Regions from separate parts of the Sus scrofa genome. Here region 1 is linked to region 2. The links are chromatin contacts, called in public promoter capture Hi-C maps. All regions are on one chromosome and are shown on one strand. The core of a region is the stretch at or near the end of the contact, and the rest is flanking DNA. Distances in the headings are between cores, read along the strand shown.

Evidence for each region. Promoter capture Hi-C pulls out the DNA fragments that hold promoters and counts their contacts.
Region 1: a contact with region 2 is called in a promoter capture Hi-C map of liver, with 5 times the contacts expected there. The contact joins the promoter of C18H7orf25 here to the promoter of STK17A in region 2. A contact is called at or near these places in 2 of 5 promoter capture datasets (fetal skeletal muscle and liver) and 2 of 47 Hi-C or Micro-C datasets (both in skeletal muscle).

Annotation. Positions count from the first base shown.
Region 1 is chr18:51,919,968-51,926,821 of Sscrofa11.1, reverse strand. It overlaps C18H7orf25 (UPF0415 protein C7orf25 homolog), which reads right to left and starts at 2,537. Exons shown (of 2, transcript XM_005673353.3): 1 at 2,278-2,537; 2 at 1-1,422. The coding sequence starts at 1,401. The coding sequence ends at 136.
Region 2 is chr18:51,356,949-51,363,985 of Sscrofa11.1, reverse strand. It overlaps STK17A (serine/threonine-protein kinase 17A), which reads left to right and starts at 1,805. Exons shown (of 7, transcript XM_021078536.1): 1 at 1,805-2,132. The coding sequence starts at 1,933.

The sequences.
Region 1 (6,854 bases), core at 1,288-3,787, 560 kb before region 2:
CACAATCAACTTTACTGGTTTAAGGGTCCTGAGGATTATTTTTACTATGGACCTCTTTTTGTCTCCAGTGAAGATGGCAAGACCCAGCCTTTGGTATAAATAACTTATTTCCATGACAATATTTAAAGGATGTCATTAGTGTTTGCTGTCAGTGGTGCAGTCTTTGGGTAAGGGGGTAGCTAGGGCCTCTTTGCTCTCAGTAAGTGCTCTGGGCTGGTGGATAAACACACTAAATTTAACACCCTGGTTGTTGGCAGCTCTAACAAAACCACTATTGGCAGTCATTGTGATGGCTTTTAGGGTGTCTCCCGTCCCAAAAATCGTTAATGAGCGGCTGTTGATTTTTGAACTGGCCACTAGTCTCAAGGCACGCTCAGAAGGCTGGTCTGGGACCACATTAATTCGCTTAATCAGCAGTGCGGCCCTCTCTCTCTCCCCTGGTCCTCCTAAGGTATCTAGAATGGACTGAAAATCCTTGACGGCAGATTCGCAAGCAAACAGCTCCTTGTCCTTCATGAATGCCTCCAGCTCCGGCAGAACCTGCTCTTTCCTCTCTTGCTCTGCTTGTTCTGTGAGCACTTTTTCTTTGAAGACAAAGTGGCAGCCTCCATAGCTGAGGGCAGATACATATGTGATTAGAGTGGTGATGTCCAAATTCACTCTTTTGCACACGTCCACCTTGATCTCCGTCGGAAAGGCAACACGAGCCAGGATGTTTTCTCGGTCTACTCTGGTCACCTGCAGAAGTTCAGGGCCCTCGTCATCCGATTCCCTCTCACTCAGCTGGAGCTCTTCAGGGTGATCTAACAGGGAGTTCACCGCCACTATGTCTCCTCTTACAGATATGCCCATTTCTCTCAGCTTCTCTGCCATGGGGCTGGAGACGCTGTTGTAAAACGCAAAGATGATGTGAGGGTTGCTGTACTGCACTGGCTGCTGGTGACTGGCCTGCAGGAAGTCTTCAGCCTGCTCAATGATGCTCTTGTCCCCATACTGACCCCTGCCCAGCCAAATGTTATGCAGCGCTTCGGCCTTTCGGCCAATGGCTTTCACCCAAGTGTGACCGCCATTTGCAACCACATCTACCACGAGGGTCTGCTTTTCTCCCAAGGCGTCTGTGTAACCGAAGACATGAAGGACACTGACCACCTCTTCCAGGTTTTCTGCCGATTCCACGATGGCTCTCAGATGGGTTAGGTTAGTGCTCTGTAAGTGGGACTCTTTAATAGCTACCTTCCCAGCTTCTACTTTCTGTAAGAATTTTAACTCTGCCTTCAATTTGCTGCACAGCTTTGCACCACCTTCTATGCCACCTTTTCGTGATCTAGAAAGTGATTCTGCTCTCTTGATCAGCTCCTTGGCTATAGCGATTCGTTCACAGAGCATGGAATGTGCAGACATGCTGACAGCATTATTCCTTTCCTATGAGAAGAAAAGAAACAAATCAATGGCAATCAAGGCTTCACGCAGGATTCTGAGACTTCAATCTAACAGAGACGATGGAGGCCAGGGCGTCTGCATGTGTGATTCCAGAGCGACTCCCTCCCAAATTGCTAAGGAAAGATAACAGCTGTGCCCGTGAACTCCTCCTTACCTATGCTGGATCCACACGCTTTAGGCCCTCATTTCTTCAGCCTGAAGGTCACGGCGTCCTCAACATGCCCGGGTTAGGATAAAACGCAGGGGGTTGGCAACCTGCTGCGTTAGGGAATTCCCTCATCAGCAGGCCTTACCGTTTGGTTGTAGAGAAGGTCAAGATAAAAAGACTGAAATAAAATTATCCACACAGACTAGCTGGTTAACGAACTGTCCAGAACAAGAGTCTCTCCATTGGCCACGCTAAGCCTTTCATGAATGGGGCTCCTTCAACCAGCTGCCTCGGGATTTCCCAGGGGCACACGGTACGCACGCCAAGGAATCAAGAGTGCCCGGTCCCTGAATGTGACATCAACCCAGCGGATGTTTAAAGGTTTTAGGAGCCCACCAACTTGGCTCCTGGTCCCACTTGAAGGGAAAAAGCCTGGAAGATAAACTCCACGGGTGCAGCCCGTGGCGGCCCGGGCGGACGGGCCTGGGCCTTCGGGAGGGCATCCAGCCTTCCAGCTTCACCTGCACCGCTGGCCCCGCAGGTCCGGCTCGGGCTCCAACAGCCCCCGCGGCCGGCGCCAGGGCCCCGCGTCCACCGCCCTCCCCGCCAGGCCGGCCGGGCCCAGCCCCGCCTCGGCCGCGGAAGGGGCGCGCCCCTCCCATCCCCTCGCCCCTTCCCCAGCTCCTCACCGGCAGCGCCCAGGACCGCGAGCGCGAGCAGGCAGGCACGTGCGGGCGAGGCTCGGACCCGCCAGGAAACCTCGCCCAGCAGCCCCCACCCCACTCAGGCCTCCGCGGCTGCTCCGCCTGCGCAAGCCCCGCCACCTCGGGCGCCTAGCGCGTCACGTGGCCCCGCGCCGGGTGACGCCGGGCCCGCGATTCCCAGACGGCAGCGCGGCCTCCTGAGCAGGGCTGACGCCAGAGCGGCGGCCATGTTTGCTGAGGGCAGCGACGTCGCCCACGCCCGCCGCGGGGCGGGCCTGGGGACGTGGGGCCGCCTCGCCCCGGGAAAGAGGCGGGGGCGGAGCTCTGGGGCCACGCCTCTCCCCGGCTGCGGCGCCGGCTGCTCGGTCCCCCGGGTGCCAGCAGTCTCGCTGGTCAAGGTTAGCCTTCTCTCCGGCGGGGGGCGGTGGTTTTTGATGAAGCAAACGTCCTGGCGGCGCCTAACTCCCCCAATCAGGCCGAGTGCACCATTTTGCTGTCAAGTTCAAAGGCCTACAAGCGCTCGACAATGGTTGTTGTCTTAGAAAAAAAATGTGGCTTATTTTAACAGAAGAGAAAACAGGCTGGAGAGGCTTGTCAAAGGTTACACAGCTGGCAGGTGCTGGAGCTGGGATTTCTAACTCGGAGCCAAAGCACTTTACACCTGCACCATCCTGAGCTCTCCATAGAAAGTGTGCTATTAGGGATGTGCTGCGTTTCTTAAAAGGACAAATGACCGGTGGCTTCTGAAGGGCTGGAGAATTGCTATTAGCTTAGTAATGTCCAGAGGCTGATTTTAAAGATTAAAGAGCACTTTAAGTTAATCCTTTCCTAAACCCAACTGAAATGACAGTAAAGCAATGAAGAAGGAATAAACTCCAAAGACTAAAAAAAATTGTCAACACATTTCTGGAAGACAAAGAACAATGACAACACTTCCTCAGGGCTTACTATGTGGCAGATATTGTTCTAAGTGTTTGTTCACATATTAATTTAGCCTAAAAGATATATTTTAGCATTAAGTCTGCCAGAGAGAGGTTATTTGAACCCAGGAAGCCTCTTTGCGGATGGGGTAGGTAGTTAGCTGAGAGAAAACTGCCTCAAGTGGTTCACAAGGCAGAACCCAGAAAGGCTCTGGAACTACCGAGGAAGGCAAGGAGGGGAGCAGTGAGGCAGGACTGAACCTGGGCCGTGCTTACTGCTTACAAGTTTTTAAAGCAAGTCCTGTGAAGCTGGGACGGTTACCCATTGTTCCCCAGGCAGAAGCCTAGAGTTTGCGATGGGTTCCAGACACACCATGAAAAGAAAATTTCATACTGCATCGCAAAACGCTGTCCGCCCCTTCCCTGCGCCTTCCAGAATGCTGGCGCTCCTGTCCCACCGCCCTTACGACCCCCTTCCCCCAACCCTGATTTTCCTCTGGAGAAACAGAGCAAATGAAAGACCACAGAGAAATGGTTTAGAGGTGCCCACATCGAGCGTCTCTCCTCCACCGCTTTGTGAGTAGGTTTGGGACTCACAAACACAGCACTTCCAAACATTTTTTAGTTTGGAATCTGAAGAAAACAGAAAGCAGAAAAAAATGTTTGTTTGCTTTTTAAAAAAATATCCTTAACTAGCATTCTCAGAGAAAAGATACTTCCTTCAGTCATGAGTCAAGAGAAGGATTTTTTTTTAAGGGGAGGTAACGGAGCATGGAAGAGTTCAAATACGAGCTTTAGAAACAAAACCAAAGACAACGAAGAGGCAATTTCTCAAAGAAATGCTATAAAATTTAGGAAAACTGAAAGATGTTTCTACAATCAAGGACCTACTGAGTGTTCAACACAATGAATGTTAAGAAACCCACAAAAAGGTACCTCGTTGTGAGATCTCCGAACACTGCAGGTAAAAGATCTTAAGAGCCACAGAGGAGGCAAAGGTAAAAACAAAGGATGTGGCAACAGCATTATGCTTCTCGTCAACAACACTGGAATCTAGAAGGCCATGAAGAAATGCTTTCGAAATGCGGAGGTCTTTCTAACCTAAAAATTTTAAACCCAGCCAATCACGAGATAGAGGAGAATGAAGTGTCAAACACGCAACTGGGCTGAAATAGAGCAGGAAGAGGGCTCCAAGGTACTTCTTGGAACCCGTGCTGGGAGAGAAGGGGTGTGAAAGGCTGGGTTCCCTGGTATCTGACCAGAGGAAAAGAGTGTGTTGGGGGGGACTGGCAAGAATTAATGACCGCTATAAGGAAAACAGAGCAAAGAGAAATGTGAGGAAAAGCAATCATAGTATATACTTACATGCCTGTAATAAAAGTCTTCTCAACTAAACACAGTGATCTAATTAAACTGAAGCGGTGGAGCAGTGAGGGCAGTACGGAGCTCTTGAGTTCTCATCTTGCAGAATAAAACATCTGTATGATCGAGAACCTTCAGGGATTCAGAAATAACCCCATAAGCCTGCTCTTTTGAAATGTGGCAGTACCTGATAGAATACCTAAAAGTGAAAATTAAGGAAACTTGGGGACTTTAAGGCCTTCGAAAAAGGGCTAACGTTATCTCCCTTGTGCTTAGGAAGTGATCACTTACTAGTCAGCCAGGTATTCTGGTTTTATGTGGTCCTTGAGAGCAGGGTCAAGGGAGGAGTCTGAACTCAAGGAACTTGTCTGAGGCAACCCCAACCCTAACCCTAACTTGTCGGAGGCAATGCTGCCACTAATGCAGGGCCACTGGACTGGGTTTCAGGACATTAGGGGTCTAGAGCAAAGGAGCTACTACCAACTCTTACATGAAACCCACTGGACTGGGTTTCAGGACATTAGGGGTCTAGAGCAAAGGAGCTACTACCAACTCTTACATGAAACCCACTGGACTGGGTTTCAGGACATTAGGGGTCTAGAGCAAAGGAGATACTACCAACTCTTACATGTTCCTGGGCAATTCACTGAATTATCAGTTTGCGTTTCTTTATAGCAGGGGCTCGGAGCTTGCCTACACTAGCTAGGAAAAACCTGATAAAGAGGAGGTTAAGGACTCAGAGCTGGCAGTTTGGGACCATGGACATAAAATCCACAGGCTGGACATAACTGAGGCGCTTGGGCATGTTCAGGGATGCAGACAGGGGGTTCCCAGACCAAAAAACTGAGCTTTCCAAGAACTACAACAAAAGAGAACAACTTAAAATTGAGGTCAACGACAAGAACTAAGTGAGAACCAAGGGAGGAGTGTGCTAGGTCGATTCCGTTCAACTGGGCTTTGCACTTACTGGGAAAGAGGCAGAGAATGAACTCTGGACACAGGTCTGCTTCAGCCAACGTTTCCCGTCTTTATTCGTAGGACTTACTCTGTTAGCAGCCCTAAGAACCTCCACAAGCTTTCCTTTTGTCTTAAATATAAGTGCCTTAACTCGTCCCTTCTTTGATTTGTAGAATTTTGGCATTCCTTTGATTTCTTAATGATGGACATTAGAGGGGGACTAAGCAAATTCAAAGGGGCTAAAACTTACAAACTACTGCACTACGAATGTGCCAGCCCTTTCACTTGCATGATTAAGTTTAGTCCTGAGAAAACCCTGAGATTAATTCCCTTGGCAGGCAGTCACTCGGCCAGTGAAGTGAGAAAGTGGAGACCGGATTCCAAAAACCACTCCTTATTGTCACATAGTTCTCTTTCTAATGTGCTAGACTCACAATGTACATACCGAGAGCCCACAGGAGAGACTGTTACATCAAATGAGGCCTTCGAGGCAAATGTCTAAAAACAGGTCAAGCTGGCATCTCCCATCACTCATCACTACACTTCTGCTACCATAAGGAGACAGGGTGTTACACCAATAGTGGGTAGAACTGGGAATCCTGGCAGAAATGCTCCCCCAAACTTGGCTAAATCGTCATCAAAATCTTTTGAGCTACATTTAATCATAGAAATGCCCACTATCTCTCAGCTGTCAGATCAGTGACATTCAAAAACTCTGTTCCGGAGCAAGAATAATGACATGGTTTCTCTTATCCTATTTGATGCCTCAAAAGACAAAGAAAACTCAGTACTACGCCTTCACACAGGATGAAAACTGAGGTCAGAGACCCATTATTTGCTTGCTCACATGAGCCGTAACCTGCAGAGAGGGTTCTGATTACACTGAGATTACATGAATGAGGGAGAGACTTAAGCCATAATTTGACATTTAAGTATCAGTATTTTATTTCCAGCACTTGTTCATCCTGGATTTAAAAGAGCTAGTAGACTCTAGGGGGCTCTTTTTAAATACATTTACCTACTTGTGATGGAGAAATCCACGGTAACTGGCACACCATTTTTTTCTCTATTTCCATAATCTATCTCCTAGGGGAGACCATTTGGCTGGGCGCCCTAGGCAGCTCCAGCGCCATCTCAGAACATCCCAGGGTCTCACGGATCCAGTTAATGGTGCCTGAAAAACATCTATGCTTCCCGCCCCGTCTCAGATTCTCCCAGCTCTACCAGCAGTGATGTGTACTGAAACAGGCAGTCTGCTTTACTGCAGCACAGACAACATCTGACAGGAAAGAGGGAACGAGACTTAACCAGACCTGCATGAAG
Region 2 (7,037 bases), core at 556-3,055:
TTCCTCTGTCCTTATGAGGACCGGTCTAGTTCCCTTTTACCAATGCTCCTAGGGTGCATCACATTCAACTGAATCTAGAATTTTTACCAGGCCCTTCTCCTTAATAGGTCCTAAACTCCAGTTTTTTTGTCTCCTCAGCCCAGTGAGAAGCCTGAAGCCCTGCTTATATTTCTGCCTTTTCAGTTACTGCTTGGAATCACCAAATGCCTCGTGGGATGGTGGTGCCATTCTGGCTGCCCTTCTTTCCAGGATTTTAGTCATCCAAGTTGTTGCTGCTTTTGAAGCTCTCTTCTGCTTCGAGCAGAGGATTGTTTGTTTTCATAATTTACCCATTTTTTTCTCAGTAAGAGAGGTGATCACAAGTAGACTAGCTCAGCATTACCAGAAGCAAACCTCTTATTGGCACGCTTTGAGCAGAGCAGTGAGGTGATCTGATTTAGATTTTTATTTATTTATTCATTTATTTATTTATTTATTTTGTCTTTTTGCTATTTCTTGGGCCGCTCCCGAGGCATATGGAGGTTCCCAGGCTAGGGGTCTAATCGGAGCTGCAGCCACGGGCCTACGCCAGAGCCACAGCAACGCGGGATCCGAGCTGCATCTGCAACCTACACCACAGCTCACGGCAACGCCGGATCGTTAACCCACTGAGCAAGGGCAGGGACCGAACCCGAAACCTCATGGTTCCTAGTCGGATTCGTTAACCACTGCGCCACGACAGGAACTCCTGATTTAGATTTTTAAAAGGTCATTCTGATTGCCTTGAAACTAAACTATATGGAACTGGGGAGGAGGAAGTATGGAAGCAGGTAATCCAGTTAACAAGCTCTCACAATAATCCAGACGAGAGGTAATGCTAATTGCAGTAATGTGGAAATGGAAAGATGTGATCTGATGTATTTTGAATGTATTTCAAAATATATTCTGGATGTATTTTGAAGGCAAAGGCAAGAGGAATTACTAACAAGTTGAATGAGGGGTATGAGAGAAACAAGGTTTTTGGCCTGAATCTCTGGAAGGATGGAGCTGCTGTTTACCGAGGAAGGGAAACTGGCTGGGGAAACAGCGCATTTGCGAAGGACGATCAGGAGCTGCCTTTTGCTTGTTAAGTCTGAGATTCTAATTTGCCATCTAACTGGTGATGCTAGGTGTATACTTGAATACATGAGTCTGAAGTTCAGAGAATGGTTGGAAGCTGGAGCTACAAATTTTGTAGTCATGAGCATACGGTTGTAATTAAAGCCACAAGACCGGAAAAGAGCACCTTGGAAGTTAAATATAGAAGACCACAGTCAGTATAATAGCGCCTATTTCATGGGACTCGTGTAAGGGCTTAAAATATTTACTCAACTCTTGCCTCTTCATGCTCCTCCTCAACTTAAGCAGGAGCCCGCTGCCCGGGGCTACTTCCACGCAGCCCTGCTTCCAGCAGCCCTGATCTGAGTGGTAGTCCTCACTCTACCAAGGTAAGGCGGGGTGAAGCTCTGGCAGGCAGCTCTTTGCCTTGCATTCACCTGATCTGAACTAAGATGATCCGCAGGTGCGTGACCGGCTGACGCAGCGGGTCCTCCAGCCAGAAGGGTGGTGCTGTTGGTCGCCTCTAGACTGCGGCGTCCGGCGCGAGGCCCCTCGCCAGGCGCCAGGCTGCACCTTCTCCCCCTCGGCTGCAGAGGGCGCGCGTAAGGCACATGGCGCTCTGGACCGCCCTCGGGGGCGGGGGCGGGGCCGGATGCGGGGGCGGGGCCGGGCGCGGGGCGGGGCCGGGCGCCGGCGGGGCCGGACCGCGGGGAGCCGGCCCTCCCAGTCCGAGCGCGGCGCGGAGGAGAGCGGTTGCTTCTCTCCGACCGGCTGGAGGCTGCTGGAGGCGGGGCCGTTACCCGCCGGCAGCTCGGAGCGAGCCGGGCGGCCAGAAAGCCGGCGCGCCCGAGCGCCATGATTCCTCTGGAGAAGCCGGGCAGCGGCGACTCCTCCCCGGCCGCCGCCTCCGGCTCGGGCCGGGCCAGCCGGGGACCGAGCACGCCGCGCCGGCCGCCGCCGCCGGCCCGCGGGCTGCTGACGGAGATCCGCACCGCCGTGCGCACCGAGCCCTTCCAGGACAGCTACAGCCTGAGCCCGGGCCGGGAGCTGGGCAGGTGAGGCCGGGCGGCCGCGCGGGCGGGGCGCAGATGAGAGCGGGAGGCCGGCGGGCGCGGCGGGACCGGGCGCCGACCTGAGTGCGGGCGGCGATTAGGCGGCGGGGCCCCCCGCCCCGGCCGCCCGGCCGCCCGGCCGCGCGTCGCCGGAGTGCGCTGTGCACTTGGTAGCGGCCCGAGAAAGGCTCCCACGCGGGTCGCCGAGAACCTCCCAGCCTCTGCTCGGGGCCTTCCAGCCTCTGCGGTCCTTTGTGCGGTTAACCGAACGAGACGGCGTGGGAACCGCGCTGCGCGCCTCTGCCCGCGGCGTCGGAGCCGAGGGGTAGCGTCAGCTCTGGTTTCGCCCTGCAGCTCTTGTGGGTTCCGGCTGCTCCCTCTGTGGCTGCGGCAGAGAAGATGAAACCGAGCGTGACAGCTTCCTCTGCACCAGCGCTGGGTGCACTTCTGTCTGCCGCCTTCTGCTGACTTGGTTTTCGGTTCCGTGGGGCTCTTCTGTTCTCGTTCTGAAACATTTAGGTCCCTGCCCCTTAAGTCCAGATGGGCTTCCCTCCTAAGCTCTGGGCTCTGGTCTGAATTTTCCCGCGGTCAGCCGGCCCCTGGCCTTCTCTTCTCCACCCGACTCTTGTAAGGGCGTAGGGGTGGGGGCTTACAACTTGGCCTGTTTCTAAAATTGCAAAAGGTGAAGGCTGTTTGAATCCTCTACATCTGGGACGTTGAAGAGGGATGATTAGAGTCATGGGGGCTTGGGGACTGACCCCCCTTTTTCCTTGAGGACAATTTGGAGAAGTTATCAAAAGCCCTGGCTTTGGAGTCAGACCCGAGCTCCGAGTCCCCCTCTGCTGTTGCGCGTTTCTCATCCGTAAAATCCGCATCGTGACAGCACCTCTCTCACCGGGGTGTTGTTAAGATGCGGAGTCTGTCAAGTGCAAGCCCCAGGGCCTGGCACATGGCATTTGGTAAGTGTTAGCAGCTGTTGCAGGTGTTTGTCATGGTTGCAGCATCGCACCATGGTGTAGTGGGCAAAGGGCCTGGCAGTTATGACAGCCTCCTTCTGGGGTCTTAGAAAAACAGGGTCCATAATATCCGCTACAATGTTAAAAAAAATAATAATAATAATAAAAGTGCCTTACAAGCATGAAGGTAACTTTTAGAAATAGTTTTGGCAGCGATACCTACCCCAGAAGTATCTTATTTATTCCAAATGTTAAAAGGACACATATTTTTCAGGGATAAGATTTTCTTCACTCTCCTGGGCACCAATTAACTGGATCTGCACAAACTGTAGGTGTGACAAAAGATGACATGGACAGCTACGGACTCATCTAGGTTTTCTAATTGGTCAGAATTCCAGACATTCTAAAGGAACCCTGATTTCTTGAAGGAAAACTAGGACTTTCCATTGTTTGAGTTGTCTGACTTCATACCAGAAAACAAAAACGTCTTACAAAACTGAAATGTCTTCAGGTGGCGAGCACCATCTTGAAGACTTTGTAATAACTGACTTAATGGGAAAAAAATTGCTTCGTACTCTACCAGCTGTTGTGATAATTCCTGCAGGAATGAATTGTTTCAGCCTATATTATACAGTTAGCTTGCCTATGAAGTGTTTGTTTTAATGGTATGACATCTTCTACATACCTTTTCTTATATAAGTTTCTTTACAAAAATAATAACTCAGGGGAACATGAAATTAGATACTTAAATCAAGAGCCCAAAACCAAAAAAGGAAATGAATGTTAACTTTTTTTTTTTTTTTTTGGCCGCACTTGCGCCATGTGGAGGTTCCTGGGCCAGGGATTGAACCCAGCTGTAGGAGCAACACTAGGTCCTTAACCCACTGTGCCACAAGGGGACTTCCGTCTTTTGGGTTCCCCTTTTCTTCACGGAGAAGCGTAACGCAGTGGTTAAGAACGATGACTTTGGAGTCAGACAGTCTGTGATTGAGTCTTGGCTTTTTACTTACTGGTTATGTGTACGTAAGTAAGTTACCTAACCATTGATTGCCTCATAGCATTGTTGAAAGAATTAAATAAATTAAAACACGTCTCTAGCATAAAGGCAGTATTTAGCTTAGGGGGTGCACTCAAAAAATGTAATTCATTGTATAGCCAGTGAATGGTATTTTGCATGTAACCAACAGGCAAAAACAAGAAAACCTGCACCACCTCCCAGTGTGCTTCTAGCTCATGCAAAAGTAATAACACCTCATTGCAAAAGACATGGGAACTGTTTAGAAGTCTCGGGAAGTAAAAGTTCTGCTTTGTGTTGTAAGCAGTCTTTCAGGTTTATAAATTTTGCCTGTATATTGTAGTTTTGACATAATGAAATGTGTTTATGTGTAATCCTTTCTGTAGTAAGAAAAAGTTGCTTCGTTTTCCAGCTGTTAACTGGTTGCATTTCTTTTTTCTTTTTTTTTTTTTGCTTTTTAGGGCCACACCCTCGGCATATGGAAGTTTCAGGCTAAGGGTCGAATCCGAGCTACAGCTGCCGGCCCACACCACAGCCACAGCCACGCTGGATTCCCCACCCACTGAGCAAAGCCAGGGATCAAACCTGCATCCTCATGGATGCTAGTCAGATTCATCTCCACTGCACCACAATGGGAACTCCCTGGCTGCATTTCTGATACAACGCGTTGACGTCATGCTGGTACATAACTGAAGAATTACTCATGTTCTATTTTAGTGATAAGGTATGAAAAACAGGAGATGTATTCATTTCGTTCTGTGGCCCTTCATTTAGTTGAAAACGTTAAGAGCAAAGAAAGAGAACATGTCGAGGTGTGAAGAACTAATTGTTCCAACACAGGAGCCTCCTTCCTTCAGGACTTCCCACTATGTTATCGTAGTAAAATGGAAAGCTCTCAGTGCAGTGGCTGTTTGGAGAAAACATTTTAAACGGTCAATATTGATTCCATAGTAATGAGAGGATGCGATGTTGATTATTTTAAAAAACGTCTCCATTCACGTCTCCAGCAGAGTCCATACCAACCTAAAATGTGGGTAAATACATGGTGTGAAATTTTCTTTTACTGCTTGAAGCTTGGCTTGTTATTCCTGAGGCTTGTTACCTTTCTTTGAGTCAGGATATGTGCCGACGTAAACCACACTACCGATTCAGCGTGCAGGAGACATGACCTTGGGTTCTGGGAATTTTTCAAAGTGTAGCCTTCCCATGAGTTTTGTTGGTAGTGCAGGGACAGAAGAATGTTTCTAGAATTTTTTATTTATTTTTTTCATTTTTTTGGTCTTTCGAGGGCTATACCTGCAGCATATGGAGGTTCCCAGCCTAGGGGTTGAATCAGAGCTGCAGCCCCCGGCCTACACCACAGCCACAGCAACCTGAGATCTGAGCCACATCTGTGACCTACACCACAGCTCACAGCAATGCAGAATCCTTAACCCATTGAGTGAAGCCAGGGATGAACCTGAGTCCCCATGGATGCTAGTCAGATTTGTTAACCACTGAGCCAAGTCAAGAACTCCTAGAATTTTTTTTTTTTTTTTTTCTTAATGGCCACACCCAAGGCATATGGAAGTTCCTGGGTCAGGGATTGAATCTGAGCTGCAGCTGCAACCCAGTCTACTGCTATTGGATTCTTAACCCACTGCATCACAGCAGGAACTCCTAGAATTTTCTTCTTAGGGTCTCACCTGCAGCGTAGGGAAGTACCCAGGCTAGGGGTCAAATTGGAGCTGCAGCTGCTGGCCTCTCCCTCAGCTTAAGGCAGCACCTGATCCGTAACCCACTGAGTGAGGCCCGGGATCAAACCCGCATCCTCCTATGCTATGTCTGTCGGGTTCTTAACCTGCTGAACCACAGTAGGAACGCCTAGAAATTTTAAATTGTACTAATTTCACATCAAACGATTTGCCTAGTCCTCCACTGGAACATTTTTGTATATATATATTTATCAATTTTAAAGATTTCTAAAGCCAAAAAAAATCTTTTGTCTCTTATTACATACTCGTAGTTGAATTTTCCCATGGGGAAAAAAGTTATGAGTTCTCTGCTGGAGCGGATGCTTCATAAATGTACGCAGGCTTTACCGTTTTACAAGCACTTCCTGTGTGTTATCTCATTTAATTCTCCTGACAAGCATGTTGGGAAAGCCCCATTTTTCGGATGAGAAAATTGAGACCCAGACGAGGTCTTGTGAGGGACAGCTGAGCTGAGACGCTCGGTCACTTCCATGATGCCCCAGATGTGTCTCAAGACTGATGTGTGTACAGTCTGTCTCGTGTTTGTGAGGCCGTGTTAACGAGTTCCAGGTTGGAACACACCCTCCCCAGCTGTGTCCCCCACCTGAGTCCTCGAGCGCTTTCATCAACAGCAATTGATGAGAGGCCAGCGGAGAATTGCAGGCGAGGCTTTCTTGGGGCTCCTGCTGCAGCTTGGGGGCGGGGAAGCCCTCACAGGGGCCCTTGCCCTCCCGCCAGGGCAGGCTGCTTCCTTAAACGGGGGCAGGTGGAGCCGATGGGGGGTGGCGCCAAAGTAGTGGCTTGAAAGGTCGGCCCCCTCCCCTGGTGAGGCTGTGTGCAGGGGTCACGTGGAGTCCGCTGCTTTTTCTCCTGGCACCTCAGCGGGGGCCATTGGTCCGTGCCCTCCTTGCGTCTTATTGTTCACAACTGCCCCCGCCTGCAGGACAGTCAGGTTTGCAGTCTCTCGTGGTTTCTTTGTATTCTGTTGCTCAAGGAGATGTCTGTGCAGGTGCAAGCACTCGGGTCAAAGGGCCCGGGATCCCAGCCTCTCCCTTGGGCCGTAGGGCAAATAGCCATGCCTGGTCTCGTCCTCCCCAGAGCAGCTGGGAGTAACAGGCACAAGAAGGGAGTTTTATCAGAGAGGAAGGGAGGGTTCCAGCGGAAGAGGGTGCAGAGGTGGGCGTGCTTCAGGAAGGGGGTGTCT